Regions from separate parts of the Sus scrofa genome. Here region 2 is linked to region 1. The links are chromatin contacts, called in public Hi-C maps. All regions are on one chromosome and are shown on one strand. Each heading gives the region's core, a stretch centred on a gene start, on an enhancer-like site or on the middle of the called end of the contact. The rest is flanking DNA. Distances are from core to core; before and after follow the strand shown.

What was found. A called contact is a pair of places that touch in the nucleus more often than the background predicts.
Region 2: a Hi-C map of liver shows a contact between it and region 1, with 2.7 times the contacts expected there. The contact joins the enhancer-like site here to the promoter of ATP8B1 in region 1. A contact is called at or near these places in 1 of 5 promoter capture datasets (liver), 8 of 47 Hi-C or Micro-C datasets (embryonic fibroblasts, heart right ventricle, liver and 2 more) and 1 of 2 datasets of contacts at active chromatin or transcription factors (skeletal muscle).

Annotation. Positions count from the first base shown.
Region 1 is chr1:162,934,667-162,937,478 of Sscrofa11.1, forward strand. ATP8B1 (phospholipid-transporting ATPase IC) reads left to right here and starts at 1,543. Exons shown (of 28, transcript XM_021100031.1): 1 at 1,543-2,113.
Region 2 is chr1:163,027,859-163,030,808 of Sscrofa11.1, forward strand. ATP8B1 (phospholipid-transporting ATPase IC) reads left to right here. Exons shown (of 28, transcript XM_021100031.1): 13 at 1,937-2,145. Among named protein-coding and RNA genes, the nearest start is that of SLC51B, 52 kb to the right of the region's middle. Within about 2 kb of position 1,568, at least 2 of the 83 cell types and tissues checked have an H3K27ac peak or open chromatin away from gene starts, as enhancers often do. A contact at or near this core is called in liver, where this site is marked.

The sequences.
Region 1 (2,812 bases), core at 293-2,792:
ACTCCCTACACATTTTTTTTTTTTTTTGGTCTTTTTTGCCATTTCTTGGGCCGCTGCCACGGCATATAGAAGTTACTAGGCTAGGGGTCGAATCGAAGCTGTAGCCACTGGCCTACGCCAGAGCCACAGCAAAGCGGGATCCGAGCCGAGTATGCAACCTACACCACAGCTCACGGCAACACCGGATCGTTAACCCACTGAACAAGGGCAGGGATCGAACCCGCAACCTCATGGTTCCTAGTCAGATTTGTTAACCACTGCGCCACAACGGGAACTGTCCTATACATTTTTAAATTGGGTTGTTTGCTTTTTTGATATTAAGTTGTATGAGCTGATTATATATTTTGGATATTAACTCTTTTTGGTTATATCATTTGTTAATATTTTCTTCTGTTCAGTGGGTTGTCTTTTTGTTTTGTTGATGGCAACCCCCCCTCAACCAAATCTTTAGTCTGCATCTAGTTGATGCCTGCTTCCAGGCCCCAGTTCCCTCCCTAGTCTTGTTTTACCACTGTAATGCCAGTCATCTGGTCTACCCTTGTGTTATCTGGCTTTTAGAGCTTTACTCTGCTGTTGGGTTCAAAAACGAAGCACTGGAAGAAACCATGTGAGATCCAGACTTATTTTATGGATGAGGAAACTGAGACCCAGAGAAATTAAATGACTGACCAGCACCACCTAGTCAAAGATTAAATGTAACTACTGAAAAAGAAACTCAGAGCAGTCTAGAGTTTAACAGTATCAGTTGAGTCTTTCATACACTTAAAATCAAATTAGTAGACCACTCTTTGAATACCCTCTCCATGCAACACTGATCCCTAAATCCCTGGGTCTTTGAATTCCACCCCAAGCATGGCTTCTTCAATGAAGTTCCTTAAGCCCCAGTTGGAAGTCTGAACTCTTAGACCGAAGATCTGGGGCTTTCTGATCTACCACAACTAGTTATTTGTCTATGAGTCCTATCTCCCCTATACATTTTAAGTAAACTATAATTTATCTTTGACTTTCCTCCATTCTTATCCCAAAGACTTGTACAGAGCAGGTGCGCAGTGAAATTCTGCGGAACAAAGTTTCTGGTGTAATGGGGTGGGGGGCAATTCAAGCGCCCAGACACCAGGTAGCAACCATGCAAGTGAGTCCAAAATTTTCAAATGCATCGTGCCATTCGTCCGCTGCACCCTGAGTCCTTTTGACTCCAAACCCATAAAGGTGAGAGAGTTTGGTTTCAGTAGAAAGTCAGCTTGCTGCAATTACAAGTTTCTCGAAATCTTTCAGCAGCGCCCTCTCTTCCTCTACTCTCAGAGCGGCGAAGTGCGACCCGCATCGGTGACCAGCCCGGGAACGTGACTTGGCGTGGAGAGGGTATAGCTCCCCTTACCGAGGGAGCTCAGGTCCCAGGCGAACGGCGGCCTCGCCAGCTTTCCGGGCTGACGCGATCACCGGGCTAAGCGGCGGCCAGCCTGACCGAGGGCGGTGGGAAAGTGACGCGAGGCTGGCGGGGCGGGGTGGCAATCGCGTCCCCAAGGAGGCGGGAGCGTCGGGGGAGTTGAGAGCGGGCCAGACGAGGAGAGGAGAGCGCTCGGGCTTCAGCCGGGGTCTCCATCTGCCGCCGGGGCGTACCGAGGGCGCGGGGCTCGACCTGGGCGGTGTCTGCTCGCTCCGGGGCTCGCCGTCCAGCTCCTCTCCGCCCCCGGGAGGGATAGAGGGAGGGCAGAAGGCCGGGCCCGCCCCCCGCCCCAGCCCCAGCCCCAGCCCCGCGCGGCGGCCGCGGCAGCCAGAAGGAGACAGGAGGCACCACCCGGGAGCGGAGAAACCAGTTTGGCCAGTCCCTTGGAGCGGAGGGAAAAGGAAGGCCGCAGAGGAAGGGGGCGCGGACGCGGGGCGGGGTAAGGCGAGGAGCCATTGGGAGCTGCGAGAGCCGGAGGAGCCGCCGCCAACTGGACACGCTTCCCGGGGCCACGGGCCAGCCCCCGCGCGCCATGAAGAGCTAGCGCGGCTGCCAGCGCTGGGGCCCGGCGGACCGCGGCGGCGGCAGCGGTGGGCAGGTGCGCAGCGAGCGCGCGGAGAGGCGTGCACCCGGCGGATGCCCCAGCCGGGGCCCATCGAGCGCCAGGTAAGAAGGAGCGCCGCGCCAGGGCCCCTAATCTGCCCCACCCGCCGGACCCTCAGGTCCCCTGGCGGCCCCGGGGCGGCGGACTCCAGGGATCCGGGATGCAGTGGCAGCAGCTGTCCGCACCCTCGAGCTTCTGAGCCCACATGGATGGAATTTGGGTGGCGATGCCGGGGCTTTTGCGGTCTCGGGGACGTGAAGACACAGCTGGTGGGGCAGGCAGCACTGACGAAGGCCAGGGGGGTTTCACCTTCGGGGAGAAGAGGGGAATCGCGGGAGGTGTCTGAATTCTTCGCTCCTTTGCTATCCACACGTCCCGGCTTCAAGACTGAGTATCAAACCTGGCAGGGCTTGTGGGTCCTTGAGGAGGGCCGCTGGCTTCCCTGCAATGTCTGGGTCCCTCTGGAAGACCCTCTTGGCAAGATTCTGCTGGGGCCCCCTTGGGAACTTATATAAACGCGTTGGAAAAAGACCTTAGGGCCGAAGGTACCCGCCGTCCCTTCGGGGAGGGATGGAGGGTGGGATCTTCTCCATCGCGCCTGCTGCGGGATCAGGCACCTTCTAGACGTCTTCCGTCGACCTTAATGCCCGTTGGGCGGTGATGGGGAAGGATGTTTTCCCCTGTGACTGTAAGGTCCTATCTGCCAACTCCCGTGGCATTCCCAACAGGCCACCTCCTTCCCTCCCTAGTTTGGTGCCCGG
Region 2 (2,950 bases), core at 318-2,817, 93 kb after region 1:
CTACACCACAGCTCACAGCAACGCCGGATCCTGAACCCACTGAGCGAGGCCAGGGATTAAACCCTCAACCTCATGGTTCCTAGTTGGATTCGTTTTTGCTGCGCCACTACGGGAACTCTAGAAGTCAATTTCCTTTTAAAGCATATCTCTGCTTTGTTTTTAACCCCACAGTAGCTTTCCATCTCATCCAGAATGGATTCATTGAAGCCACACTATCCCCCTCAAGGCCTGGTGTGAGTTGATGCTCTGCCTTCCACATCCATCCATAACCTCCAGCACCTCCACCCACTTCCTGGGCTCCCCTATCTCTAGCCTTGAACTCCTCAGCTGTACCAGTACCTGCCCAGGACTTTGGCGCTTGGTCTCACCAGTGCCTATAACCTCCTTTCCCCTCCATATCTACAGAGTTGCTCTTTCTTGTCCTTTGGGTCTCCACTCAAACATCATCTTATCACCCTGGCTTTTCCTGACCCTCTCCATTCTTAAACATCACTTCCTCTGCCTGTCCGTCTCCATCTCCCCTTATCCTGCTTTGATTTTCTGCAGAGAATTTTCACCCCTTGATATACTGTATAGTTACTGGTTTATTTCTTTGTCCATCTCCATTAGAAGGTAAACTCCTTGAGAGCAGGGATTTGGTCTGTTTTGTTTACTGATGTGGCCCCTGTACCTAGGCTGGTGTGTGGCACATAGTAGGCACTCAGGAAACACTTAAGGGAGGAGAGAAGAAGGGAGTTATTTTTCCATCTTTTTAGCTTATTATAAAGACATCCAGAGTTCCCGTTGTGGCTCAGTGGTTAACGAATCCAACTAGAAACCATGAGGTTTCGGGTTCGATCCCTGGCCTTGCCCAGTGGGTTAGGGATCCAGTGTAGCTGTGAGCTGTGGTGTAGGTCACAGACGTGGCTCAGATCCTGTGTTGCTGTGGCCCTGGCATAGGCCAGCAGCTACAGCTCCAGTTAGACCCCTAGCCAGGGCACCTCTGTATGCCGCGGGAGCTGCCCTGGAAAAGGCAAAATAAAATAAAATAAAATAAAATAAAATAAATAAAATAAAATAAAATAAAATAAAATAAAATAAAGACATCCTTTACCCACTGAACAGTTGCTGGATGTGTAAGCACCTTCCTTCTGAGTTATATTTAATCAGTTACAGTTTGAAAATGGAAATGATCCTTTCAGAATATCGTTTTTTGGACATTCTATAAACTTACACGAATTTAGGACTGTACACCAGGACCTACTATATAGCACAGAAAACTACATTTAATATCTTGTAATAACTTACCATGGAAAAGAATCTGAAAAAGAATATATATGTGTATAGTGTATAACTGAATCACTTTGCTGTACACCTGAAACTAACGCAACATTGTGAATTAACTGTACTTCAATTCTAAAATGGTTTTGAAAAAAAGATTTTAGGCAAAAATCTTTGCTTTTTCACAGTGTGATGTCACAATTTAGGGGTTATTTGCCAAAAACCCTTTGCTCTCTTGAGAGCACACAGGGGTGTGTGACCTAGTAGACTCTCACTCCCTTTGCCCTATAATTGGGGACAGAGGTGAATGTGCCATTCCAGTTGTCCCTGGGTGCAATGGGCAATGAGAGAAAAGAGTAGGAATTGCTACAGCGTACGATGCCCCCTGCAGTGTTACCATGTCACTTGCAGGGCTGTGTGTTCTGAACGTGGGGGTGCCATGTCCATGACCGGATGTGCTCAGGAGTGACTAGGAAATCACATTGAGAGGCTGCTTTGACCATGAAGCTGGAAAAAGTGTTTAGCCAGGAGAATCCAGAAGCTGGGCACACAGGTCACTGCAGACCTTGTCTCTTTGTACACAAGCAGCTCGTTCCTGATGCCAAGTGAGGACAAAATCCACTGGCTGCCACCCATATCTGAGAACCCCATCAAAAGTTATCTCTTGTCTTCCTAGCGTGGAAGTGATTCGTCTTGGACAGAGTTACTTCATCAACTGGGACCTGCAGATGTACTATCCTGAGAAAGACACGCCGGCCAAGGCGAGAACCACCACGCTGAATGAACAGCTCGGGCAGATCCATTACGTCTTCTCGGATAAGACAGGGACACTCACACAGAACATCATGACCTTTAAAAAGTGCTGCATCAACGGGCAAATTTATGGTGAGCGGAAGCTGTTACTCCATCCCTGGGCATGTGTGGCCGCAGGCTGCCTTTGCCAAGTTGCTCCCCTCCCACAGCAGAGCACTGGTGCTCATTCTGGTGATGCTTTGGAAGCAGACACCACTGGTGGCATTGGGATTGTGTGTGTGGTGAGGTCAGGAGTCAGCAATAGACACACATTCCTCAAAAAATGAAACTGTCATGTGAGGCAGCAATTCCTTCCTAACTACACACCCCAAAGAATCAAAAGCAGGGACTCAAAGCGATATTGACATACACATGTTCCTAGCAACATTATTCCTAAGTGCTAAGGTGTAGAAGTAACCTAAGGGTCCATCAGTGGATAAATGGACGGGGAAAGTGGGATCTTATTCTGTCTTAAAAATGAAGGAGATTCTGACACCTGCTACAACGTGGATGAACCTTCAGGATGTTCTACTACATGAAATAAGCCAGAGACAAAGGGACACATATGGTGGGATTCCACTTATGTGAGGTGCTTAGAGGAGTCGGGTTCATAGACACAGAAAGTAGAATGGTGGTCACTAGGGGCTGTGGGGACAGGAGAATGGGGAGTTGCTGTTCAGTAGGTACAGACTTTCGATTTTAACAGATGGTAAGAGCCACAGAGGGATGGTGAGAATGGCTGCATGACAGTATGTACTTAATGTACTTAATGCCACTGAACTGTTCTAGACAACAAGGATCTATTCTATAGCACAGGGAACTATATTTAATATCCTGTAAGAATTTATAATGGAAAAGAATGTAAAAAAGAATATATAAATATGTGTATATATATATA